Linked DNA regions of Sus scrofa: region 2 is linked to region 1. A link is a contact called in public promoter capture Hi-C data. All regions are on one chromosome and are shown on one strand. The core of a region is the stretch at or near the end of the contact, and the rest is flanking DNA. Distances in the headings are between cores, read along the strand shown.

Region 1 (6,198 bases), core at 2,200-4,699:
AGCCTTGTCACTGCAGCAGCTCATGTCACTGCTCTGGTCCGGGTTCTTTCTCTGGCTTGGTAATTCCATATGCTGCAGGCACGTCCCCCTCCCATCCCCGCAAAAAAAAAAAAAAAGAAAAAAAAAAAAAAGGTCAACTTCAGAAGCAAAGGTTTTCTAAAGCATGTTGGATTTGAGGTAGTAGCAAGATAGGCTGATGCAATCATTTAAAACATGGTGAAAAATCTGGGCCTGGAAATCCAAAGCAAGGCCAGGGTTAGAGAAAACTTTGGAAATCAGGGAGAGGATGAGCCCACACAGGAAGTTGTATATATACGAATCTTTTAAAAAAGACAGACAACAGTAGTCGAGTTGGCAGAAACTCAGTAGCTCAAAGTAATACCCATTTCACATCAGTTCCCCTAACTGATCAATACTTTCCAGAATCACATTTGCCTCTGCTCTACCAATTGAAGTTTCTCTGAAGACCTCAAACCAGGGTAGATTATTATCTAACTTCCAGACTTCTGTGGTTTCCAAAACATTTCTCTTTCCTAGATCCAAGATACAACCCAACTAAAGTCAGTTCCTCTCTGCCTGTCCTGCCTTCAAAGTCTCCTCAAAGCAAGTGGAGGCCAAACAGTGACAACCCTGGCAGAATTTGTGACCCCCAGATTTTGAGGTGGCTGATAACTATTCACAGAATATAAAGCCCAGAGAATAAAATAAGTCGGTACACTGATAGAGCTTGAGAATCTCCTCTATAAATCTTCTATATTTTAATCTTACACAGAATATAATCCTTGCTACAGTTCTGGTGGAACAGATAATGTATTTGGGGTTTGTTTTCTTTTTTTTTTGTTTTTGGCACAACTAGTCATTTACATTACCAAATCATGATACCTAAACCTGATTCTATCACTGACTTTTTAAGTGGACTTTTGTAAAGCCCCTCATTTTTGCTCAATTCCTCCACCACTGACAATATAACATGTTGGAAAAGGACTCCAGGTAGGCACACTGAGGGTTGACTCTTAGCTCTGCCCATTATTAAAACTATGTGGCCTTCTTCCAAACCTCAGCTTCCCCACCTATAAATTGGAGATAACCCTACCTAACTTCATGATACCTTGTAATTCTCAAAAATAATCTTGCATGGAAAAGGCCTAGAATGTATGTAGGTACTTTACAACATTATCTTTCTTTCAGCTATTCATTCTTAAAAAGTAGCCTAAAAGCTCATAACAAACCTACCTTGGAAGTAACTGTGTTCTTGAGTTGGTGGGATGATCGCAAATGATTACAGGAAGAATTACTTGGATAGGCCATGAACATTCTGGTTGGCAGCTTTGAAACAGGGAAGTCTTGGAAGGCAGCAGGCTAAAAAGTTGTCCAATAGAGGCAGAATCCAACCCACCCCACAACCACTATTTTCCCCAGATGAAGGCTGAAAAAGCTAATTAGTACCTATACCAGCTTTACGTCAATCAAGAACAAACCTTCCCTGAGCCCTGTTCAGGCCAGAAAAGCATGGGTGACTTTAAAAACTACATTTATTAACCTCTAAGTCTAATAAAACTAAGAGTTCTGCACAAATGTTTTAATTGGACTTAAACTTATTTCCACTGCTACACTCATTTAAGTCAGCTCGCTTTTGTTTCTGTAGCCTCTGTATCTGTTTTCTGAGACGCTAAGAGGACTTCTCGTGCCCGTTTCCGTCGCAGTCTCTCAGCATTTGTGATCATCATGGGATGCAGAGGGTAAAAGCCAGAAAGACCTAAAAGTAACAGGATTTTCATTCATTATAACAATACAAGTTAATGTTTCCCTGGAAACTCAGCCTCACTGAACTGAAGCCTAACAAACTGAAGAGCATAGATTCAAAACAAGCTCTTCACTTGCCAAAATGTTTTACCTCTTCCCCCCAACTCCCTTCTTCCCATTTACTGCAAGAAGACAATGGATAGGAGTTCTCGTCGCGGCGCAGTGGTTAACGAATCCGACTAGGAACCATGAGGTTGCAGGTTCAATCCCTGGCCTTGCTCAGTCGGTTAAGAATCCGGCATTGCCATGAGCTGTGGTGTAGATCACAGACACCGCTTGGATCCCAAGTTGCTGTGGCTCTGGCGTAGGCCGGCGCTACAGCTCCGATTAGACCCCTAGCCTGGGAACCTCCATATGCCACGAGAGCAGCCCTCAAAAAAGCAAAAAGACAAAAAAAAAAAAAAAAAAAAAAAAAGACAATGGATACTGTCTACTTCCTAACACTATTCTCCTTACTTGATAAAAAAATCAACTGACAGAGATCCATTCAAGATACACCATTCCCAATTTTTAGCATAAAAATCTCAGTCACCCATAAAGTTTCACAAAAGGAGTCCACAAAAGGGGTCTCCAGGTTCTAAACGGCAATTAATCAATTTCAGTTCTCACGCCAATCCTCATTAGCCTGGAGATAATGAAAATCGTTCTGAGTTCCCATGATTTTGGAATTGACTTCATTTTAAAATCCTCTCAGAGGTAAGACTAGTACAGAGTTAGTTACCCAGGAGCTTTTCCACAGGCTTAGAGAGGTGGGCCCCACAGCCAATCCAATGTCTGATCCGGTCGAAGTTGAGAGCTACGAGTTTCTCTCCATGACTGTTGGGCAGCGGATCATAGGAGCCCAGCTGCTCTACAAAACGGCCATCCCTGGGACACTTGCTGTGAGCAGCCACGATGCGGTAGAAAGGCCGGTTGGTACAGCCACCCAGGGCAAGGCGGATGGTTAAATGGCCTCCACGGTAGGCCCTGCACAGAACAGTAGCTGTGGAGAAATAAGCAGTTAAGACACAAGAACTGAGGGCACAAAATGGACTAAATGAGGCAGATGAAACAACTCCCTTCCTCTACTGAAATGTCCTTATTTCCAACCAACTCTTGTCAATCTGTCGAGATACCTTTTTTTCTTTTTGTCAAACTCCTCTCATGCGCTCCAGCTAGAAAGGACCTTCCTCCTCACCCTCTAGTGCACTCACCACAGGTCTGCCATTTACTGGCTCTGTACCATGTCGGAGCCCAGCTGCCTCAAATATATGATGAAAACCATTTATTTCACAGAGTTTCCGCAAAAATTTAAACACACACACACACACACACACACTCACACAAAGGGGAGGATCAAACGTGTGGCAGTTTGTTTCAGGCTGGCTTGCCTCCAACTAGCCCAGGAGAGCGCAGCTTCACGCTATCCCCCATGCCTCCTACCCGCTCCACCGCCCAGAAGGTCTCCCGGGGCCCCTATCCACTCACTGAGCTGGACCATGGCGCAGCCAGAGGGCGCCGGGGCCTGTGCGCCAGTTCCGGCCGATCGGCTCTACGGTCAAGGACTGCACGGCGGACAGACAGGAAAGGTCAATGCCCCCGAAGCCCCGACCTCACCCCTCAGCGACCCCAGCCTGGCTCCCCGGTGCCGGAAGCGAATGGCCCATTTGCCCCGCCTCTTCCGCTTTTTGCCTCTATGGTGCCGGTAACGCCGCACGCAGAACTCAACGCGCCTTTACTGCCTCCGGAAAGGGGCAGCCAAACCCTGTGCGAGCGCCCGGCTCCCTCTGGCTGTGGGTCCCTGCTGGAGGGAGGAATATGGGGAGAATACCGAGAGCGGCTGAGAGGTGCTAAACTGCTCTACAAATCCATCCTGCCAGCAAACTTTCTTTTGAGCACGTTAGGGCCAAGGTGCAGTGCTGAGATCTCAAAGATGAAAGGGTGCTGTTCCTGCCCCAAGGAAGCTGACGGTCTGGTGTGGGGGAATTATATGTAAAATATATATATATAATTCTTTTTATTTTTTATGGTGTTTATTTTTTCCATTATAGTCGGCTTACAGTGTTCTGTCAATTTCTACTGTACAGCAAGGTACCCAGTCGTACCTATATATTCTTCTTGCATTATCCTCCATCATGTTCCATCACAAGTGACTAGATATAGTTTCCTGTGCTATACAAGCAGGATCTCATTGCTTATCCACTCCAAATGCAATAGTTTGCATCTATTAAAAATATATAATTCTTAAATGACTTCAGTGTACCTTAATTCCAGAACCACATAGAATTCAAAACCTCTTATTTAGATTTTTATTGCCACCCGGTTTACTGTCAACCAGTAAAACTTCCAGTAACATAGCCATCCAGTATGATACCCAATGGAAATACATGAATGAGTTTCAATTTATGTTGAAGATCTTTTTTTAACTCATCCACAGCCCTCATATGGTGAAACATCCAGGATTTAATTTCTCTGAGAAGGAAAGGAGCTTAGCATCCCATACAGAAAATTCTTCAGGTGGAAGATGTCAGAAAGATGGATTTCCAAAGCCAACTGTCTCCTGTACTGTGTGGATCTCTGCAAGCAGATTCTCATCTTTCAATTTCAGCTGCATGAGAGGAGGATAGGAAGGACATAGGTCATGCCTGATATACCTATGTAGAGACCTCTTATTTTCAGAGCCACAGCTAAATTCCATCCTTGGGGTGGAATTGACTCTTCTTATATTCTCTGTTTCATGGCAACTCCATTAAAAAGAACTCAGGGAGTTCCCGTCATGGCGCAGTGGTTAACGAATCCGACTAGGAACCATGAGGTTGCGGGTTCAGTCCCTGCCCTTGCTCAGTGGGTTAACGATCCGGCGTTGCTGTGAGCTGTGGTGTAGGTTGCAGACGCGGCTCGGATCCTGCGTTGCTGTGGCTCTGGCGTAGGCTGGCGGCTACAGCTCTGATTGGATCCCTAGCCTGGGAACCTCCATATGCCGCGGGAGCGGCCCAAGAAATAGCAAAAAGACAAAAAAAAAAAAAAAAAGGAACTCAGAACAGTATGCTGCTTACATGGATGTGTTCACGTTTTGAAAATTCATAACGTGAACACTCACAACCTGGGCATTTTTTTTTTTTTTGTAAAATAATGTTTATTTTTAAAGGAGTTTCTACTGTGCCTCAGCACGTTTAGAACCCCACTAGTATCCATAAGGACGTGGGTTCAATCCCTGGCCTCGCTCAGTGGGTTAAAGATTCAGTGTTTCCACAAGCTGTGCTGTAGGTCACAGACGCAGCTTGGATCTGGTATTGCTGTGGCTCTGGTGTAGGCTGGCAGCTGCAGCTCCATTTCAACCCCTAGCCTGGGAACTTCCACATGCCGAAGGTGTGCCCCTAAAAAGAAGGAAAAAAAAAAAAGAGTTCACCATATCACCCATATCTTGACCAATGTGTAATATTCCCATATGGCAAATGAGAGAAAGAAATCAAAGACATTAGATCTAAGTTTAATTTTAAAATCTAAATGTGTAGTAGACACATTTGTTGCCTACTGAAAACATTCTTTTACTAACAAAATCTTCATTTTCAGGGAAGCAATGTAGCCAGCTAAAAAGCCACATTTCCTGCTTTCCTTGGAGCGAGGGGAATTTCAATTTTGGCCAAATTTTTACAAGAAATGTAAAAGCCATGTCTCTTTAAAAGTAGGTGAAATAGTTAGCATCACCCCTTTGTTCTTTCCCCACTTTGTTCAAATTACTTGCAATCACAACTGATAAACTAGACCAGGAGTTGGCAAATGATGGCTCATGAGCCAAATCCAGCCTGCTGCCTCTTTCTGTAAGTAAAGTTTTATCTGAAACACAGCCATGCTCATTTGTTTGTGTATTGCCTATGGCTGTTTTTGCACTACAAGGACAGAGTATAATAGTTACAATAGAGACTATGTAGCCACAAAGTCTAAAATATTTCCTATTTTGCCCTTTACAGAAAAACTTTGCTGACCCCTGGACTAGACCAACACCTGAATTTGATTTGTGAGGAATATGAGGCTCAAGGAAGTTAACAAAAGATCCCCTATGGTAATATATATGGATTATTATTCCAAACCCAGCAGCCCCATGATAATGGCAAAGATAAGAAAAAACTCTTGAAAGATATTCTCATTGTGAAATGCTATAAAGCCCTGATTAAGCCAGCACCTTTCTCCCATTTTCCCAGCCTCAGTACAGTACAAACAGCAGAGTTATTTGCATCATACCTTCATTGTGTACTTGTAGGCCTGCTCAGCTTCCAGCTGCCGTCCAGCCTGAAAAAAAGAGCACCAGCTAGTGATGATGACATATCATAAACATTATTATGGGAAAGTATATTGCCAGCATTTCTACCAAAAGCAGAGGATTCCACAGCTTCTTAGTTAAGAACCTCTTAATTC
Region 2 (6,198 bases), core at 2,252-4,751, 430 kb after region 1:
TGACTAATAAATGTCGTATAAATTTAATGAATTGTCCTTCTCTATTTTTGGCTGGAGATGGAGACTAAGCCTGGAAATGATGATAGAAAAAGCTATAATGATTTTGAAGTGTTAAAATAGCCCATTGTGAATCAAAGTGCAAATTTTTATAGGTTTTTGTTCTTTTCTGTCTGCCTAATGAACTCTTCTACTTTATTATTTTTGTATGCCTCAAAAGTCCCATTTCCCCCCCAAAAGTCATGAAATTGTGGTGGACAAAACAGCCCAGCAATATAGCTGTATTAATTATCTCATATTCTGAGGCACTTTTCACTTTAAGTGGGATAAATATTCCAACTTCATTCATTCTATTACTGATACAAGACACGACTTTATAGTACTTTCTGAGACTACATTTTGATGGAGCCCATCCAAGGCCCTAAGCTCAAGGGGATGAGAGGTAAGGCAAGACATACAAGCCATCATAAGGGGATATAGGCAAACCCTCCATTTGCTGTGGTTTAAACATACAGCTTAATGGGCAAGGAGACCATTTGCTTTTTCTGGGGCAGTGGAACAAGAAAGAATACTATGTATCTTAGAACTACCCTGGTTGTGATGTTGTATTAATGAATTATCACTAGAGAAGTTTCATAGCTTATCAATATATCTGGTTTAGTATATGTGTGTATCTGTATACACACAAATTTACCAACATATAAATACGGTTGCAAAGACAAGAGGAAGATTTTATGACTTCAGTATAGACTGTGTATAAATAACCTTGTCCTTATATAAGGTTTTGTTTGTTTTTATTATTTTGAGCAAAATGCTAAGCTATTCTGTGTATGATGATAACAGTTTGTGTTTAAATTTAAGAAATCTAGCTCTTTATTTAACATCAAAGCCAACATCATGTTTAATTTTTTTAAAATGACACCTACTTTGAATTCAGTAAAGATCTATAGAGAATTTATATAACTTTAGGCTGGCATGAAACTATATAATATCCCACAAAATGGAAATCCTACAACAGAACTCCCAATAAACATTTTGTTTATATATGAGATGCTTCAATAACTAGGGTCCCACACTTATCGTGACACCTAAAGATGTGGCCAAGGAAACCTATTTAGGCTGGGTTTCACTGCCAACGTGGTTCTTTTTCCAGTTTATTTAATAAAAAATGCTTTTCATAAGAGCATGGAAAGTTTGCTTACCCAGTTTGGACTTTCACAGAAAACAAGAGGAGGGGAAGACCTTCAAAAATACTTCTGTTAAAATTTGATATAGTAGAGACCCTTACAAAAGAAGTCAAATTCAGGACTCTGATTTCTAAGCCTGCACTCTATTTAAATGCTGATGCTGGTTTATAGAATGCAAAATACATATTACAACCATGTGCAAACTAATGTTCAGACTCAAATTTCATTATGTGCAATAAAAATGGTAAGTGATGGTTATGCAAGGGGTAGAATCATCCTTTCCTTTCCTGTCTAATTACACCAATTCACATTGGCATTACTTTAGCACTTTTATGTATAAAGTAGGCCAGTTGTTTATGAATGATTGTGGCCAGAGACTCATGCCTGCTTTGTGACCAGTGCTCCCCACACTTTCTCCTTTATTCCCTATTACCACAGAAGTATTCATAAAAGAGCAGGGAAGGCCAGGTGCTACGGGTCCACAAGGGAAGGCAGCACCAGAAATAGCCACCTAGCTATCCAACTAAAGGCTTCTCTTTCTCTACAGAGAAAGCAAGCAATGTGAATTTTCGCTAGTTTGTGACCCAGCCTGCATTCTGTACAGCAGCAGGCTTGGGGTTATTGGTGGTAGAAGTGTCTGATAGGAGTCAGCTTTATTTGTGTTGCTGGAGTCAGGGTGGAACTTGGGGCTGATGCCCTTACTATTCCCAGGTGTTGCTGTTTTCTATTGTCTCAGGTTTCATTTTGTATAATAAATGGCTTCTTTTGAAACAGTGTCTTTTGCTTGGTTTTATTTCTGGCTGTGATAAAGTTGGAGACTTGGAAAAATACTTAAAACATTTGTTCATTTAACAAGCATTTACTGGCACTACTCTAGGCACTGGGGATTAAGCACTGAACAAGATAGACAAGGTCTATTCTCTTCCGGTGCTTACATTTTAAATGGGTGTTGGGGGTAAGGCTGTAAATGAACAGTAAGGGAACAAGACAATCCAGACTATGATAGGTGCTGTGAAGAAAATAAAACAGCTTGATAGTGGTTTGGATGGAAGTCAGGGAAGTCCTGACAAACTGAGACTCAACAGAAGAAAAAGAACCAGCCATGCAGAGATAAATGGAAAGATTCCAGACATCTGTGATAAGTGATTTTAGCATACTAAATTTACACAACCAAATTAAGTATTGCTCTCCAAAGTAGTCATCTTAAGAACTACAAGTTTGTACAAGTTGTGCTTCCATTACATGGTGCTCATGTATAAATATATGCCTTGAGAATCAGCGGTACGTCTTTGTAAATCATTTTGGGAGGTGGGGGGTGGGGGGGGAGTCAGAACCAAGTCTGATTAAAGCTAGGCATCACAAGGAAGGACAAAGTCTATAAATAGGAATGATACTACTAAGTATCTTCAGAGAATTGGGAAGAGGATTAAGTAAAACAATGTATGCAAAAGTCCTTAAACCTTTCCTTACCCAGTGAGATCGATATAAATGAGCAAACGATTTCTGAACAACAGTAGCTGCTGAAGTAAATGAGGGCTAATTTTTCTTTGCGGCTTCTGGGGTGGTTCCAAACGTAGTCAAAACCAACAGTTCTTGAAGGTTTATTAAAATCATTCCTAGAGTTCTGACCCTGGCGCAGCGGCTCCCGCCAGCTGAGGAGGTGCGGGTTTGATACCTGGTCTGGAGCAATGAGTTAAAGGATCCGGTGTTGCCGCAGCTGCAGCTCGGATTCAGTCCCCGGCCTCGGAACTTCCCTATGCTCCGGGTGTGGGCTTTTTTTTTTTTTTTTTTTAATAGTAATAATAATTCCCAATTTAGCATTTTTCAGTCTCCCAGTTTTATTTGCTCCCATCCTCTCTGCCCTTGCTTAGGTCAATCTTTTTTTTTTTTTTTTTTTTTTTTTTTTTTTTTTTGGTGATGCGCCCGCTGCAGGCGGAAATTCCTGGGCCGGGGGAACGAACTCCCACCATAATAGTGGCAAGGTGGATCCTTAACCCACTGAGCCACCAGGCAACTCCAATCACCTTCTAATCCAGCCGGTTACCACTCGAAACTAGAGTCCGTTTATCAGTGTTTCCTGGGTGTTCCCGGTCCAGTACTGCCCCAAGACTTCAGGGCCCACAAGAGTGGCCTAGGTCAGCAGACGAGTCCCAAAGATTCTCCTCCCAACCTGCACATCGGTCTCTATTAAAGCAGGTCAGAACCCAGCAGCGCGGGTGCCCCGCCAAGAAAACAAAGCGGTGCATGCTGGGCGGGAAAGGGAGCCTCCTAGTTTCAGGAAGCTCGTAGGGTCACGCAGGGTCACGCACGGCGCCGCAGAGCCTGCCGGGAGCTCGCTTTGCAATGGCGACTCCCAGCCTGCGGGGTCGACTAGCACGGCTTGGAAACCCACGGAGGCCTATACTGAAGCCCAACAAGCCCCTCATCCTAGCCAATCATGTCGGGGAACGGCGCCGGGAGAAGGGCGGTGAGCAGTCGGAGCCGTGGAGGCCCTAGAACGGAAGCCGGAGGAGTGCAGGGGGCCGCTGGGTGGGAGGGCCGGAAGGTAAGGGTCTCCTTGTGATTGAGGGTCCTTCCCGTTCTCCACCAGAGGCGACCTGTATCACGGAGATGTCAGTAATGATGGCTTGCTGGAAGCAGAATGAATTCCGCGACGAAGCGTGCAGAAAAGAGATTCAGGACTTCTTCGATTGTGCTTCGAGGGCTGAGGTGACAGGAGGCTCCTGGGGTGCCCTCTTGGGAGGAGAATGGGGTATACAGTATGGTTCTTACTGCCTCTTGCTTGGTGATAAGAAAATTCTTCTCCCTCAAAAAGGGCGAGAAAAGTTTTTGGGATCTACTTGACTCATGCCAAAGTGCGAAAGTTTACAATTTTGAAGGCATCGTGATCTTGAGCGATTTGTTTTACTGCTTTTAGCTTTATCAGATGCACAGTGAGGTTAATATTCATATCTGCCTTAAAGAATTTTGTGAGTGTTAAGTGAAGAAATGAATGGGAAAACCACATTGTAAAATTTAAATTGCTGCTCAAATAGACATTATTCTCCCAAGTGAACTAAAGATAGGAAAGGACAGTTTATTTGGTTTCCAGCTTAGATTTAATTGCCAGCTGGATGATGGCTTCAGATCATACAGTCATTCATGGTTCCCAAGTCCTTTTGATGAAAGAGGACTGAGAAGATGACGCAGCTCTCCAGGCTGGTTAATTTCTCAGTGTGATTTGGGGTGTTGTGAGAACTATTAGCTTAGGTCAGGGCCAACTTTAGAGCTGTCATTTTAATTTTTGTTCTGTGTTTTCAGGCTGCCCGAAAGATGAGATCAATCCAGGAGAACCTGGGAGAGTTGGGGAGTTTACCCCCCAAGAAATTGAATAAGTTGTTACATAGGTTTCCTAACAAACCTCATGTCAGCTGAAAATGGAGAAGCATTTTCAATGACTGGACTGTAGCTTCTGAGAACTATGCAGAGGCTTTTTAGAGATATTTGCATTGTCACACGTTCTTTTTGAAGAGTGGAAGGACGCGAAACACTTTTTTTTAACCCTTTGGAATCATTATGTGGATGGAAATTATATTTTATGTTGAAATAAAATCCCCTGAAGAGAGCTTGGCCTTTTGTTGTGGATTAGGTATTCCCACTATAGTTGAGTCCTGTGTTCTCCCCTACACTCTGGAAAGTCTTTGCTCTGTAATTTGCACCAGGGTCAAGACAAAAACCTTTATACCACTTAGTGTCCTTGCCTTTGTATGCAAAGGATGCATAAGGATGTTGGAGTCTGTTTATATGAAGAGCTTTTTTGCCATTATCTGTAAATACTCACTGACTATCTGTGCATAGCCACTGCAAGGTGCTGCCAGGATAATCAGAAGTTCACAAACTGGTGACCCAGAGGTTTTGGAGATGTATTTTATTTGGCCCACACAATTAAAAGTTTGTTTTTAAATTAGCAGACCACATTCAAAAATTCAGTATCATAAAAAATCCACTTTGGCTGGGGGTGTGGCCAAAAAAATATGCTTTTTAGCTTTTTTTAAAAAAAATCAGGAGTTCTTGGAGTTCCTGTTGTGGTGCAGCAGAAACAAATCTGACTAGGAAACATGAGGTTGTGGGTTTGATTCCTGGCCTTGCTCAGTGGGTTAAGGATCTGGCGTTGCTGTGGCTGTGCTGTAGGTTGGCAGCTGTAGCTCCGATTCAACCCCTAGCCTGGGAACCTCCATATGCCATGGTGTGGCCCTAAAAAGCAAAAAAAAAAAAAAAAAAAAAAAAATCAGGAGTTCTCTTGTGGGACAGAGGGTTAAGGATCTGGCATTGTCACTGCTGTGGGTCAGGTCCCTTCTGTGTTCGATCCCTGGCCCAGGAACTTCCACATGCCACAAATGCGGCCAAAAAACAAAGAAAAATCCAAAAATCTGGTAACCTTTTATTTCCCACATGGAAATAAAGAATCAAATAGAGCTGATTATCATTAGTTTCCATTCTCCAGTGATCTAGCCACAGGACTCTCAAATGGTGAGACTGAGGCTTAATCGGCAATTATCTTCTTTGTTTATCACCTGTTCACTTCTCTCTATGTTACTACCTGGTTGCTGACAACATTTTTGCGACCTCCTGATATTAGAACAATTGAACAGTATTTTTTGCATACTTTGCCCTTTCAATCATAACTGAGTTAACTTTTTCTATGTACTTTACAGCATTAAATGCACAAAGGGGTCAGTGGGGGTTTTAAAGCTCCAGTAGGATAGTTATTAAGATAAAAATGGGCCTTGCCTCCTTGACTCCGCGCAGCTACCTCTTCCTATAGCCCTCATGTCCCTTTGCTGGATACTGGGCAATTGCTGGGTTCTGCAGGCTGAGGTTGTCAGCCTTAGGAAGAAGCTCTGGGCTTAGGTATTTTGGATTAGTCTTGGAAGTACTTAATATCCGTCAGTAGACTCCCAGTAAGAGTCTATGAACATAGATGGGGGAAAAAAATTTGTCTTTTTTTTTTTTTTTTTTTGTAGGTCAATTTGTC

Evidence for each region. Promoter capture Hi-C pulls out the DNA fragments that hold promoters and counts their contacts.
Region 2: a promoter capture Hi-C map of liver shows a contact between it and region 1, with 2.3 times the contacts expected there. The contact joins the promoter of CHCHD1 here to the promoter of MRPS16 in region 1. A contact is called at or near these places in 2 of 5 promoter capture datasets (fetal liver and liver) and 1 of 2 datasets of contacts at active chromatin or transcription factors (alveolar macrophages).

What each region holds. Positions count from the first base shown.
Region 1 is chr14:76,071,190-76,077,387 of Sscrofa11.1, forward strand. It overlaps MRPS16 (28S ribosomal protein S16, mitochondrial), which reads right to left and starts at 3,450. Exons shown (of 4, transcript XR_001301010.1): 1 at 3,271-3,450; 2 at 2,525-2,785; 3 at 1,234-1,756; 4 at 1-88. CFAP70 (cilia- and flagella-associated protein 70) reads right to left here. Exons shown (of 27, transcript XM_013983341.2): 26 at 6,025-6,072; 27 at 4,080-4,390. The coding sequence ends at 4,310.
Region 2 is chr14:76,503,817-76,510,014 of Sscrofa11.1, forward strand. CHCHD1 (coiled-coil-helix-coiled-coil-helix domain containing 1) reads left to right here and starts at 3,502. Exons shown (of 3, transcript NM_001190155.1): 1 at 3,502-3,651; 2 at 3,775-3,893; 3 at 4,485-5,444. The coding sequence starts at 3,528. The coding sequence ends at 4,598. FUT11 (alpha-(1,3)-fucosyltransferase 11) reads left to right here. Exons shown (of 3, transcript XM_001928248.5): 3 at 1-1,960.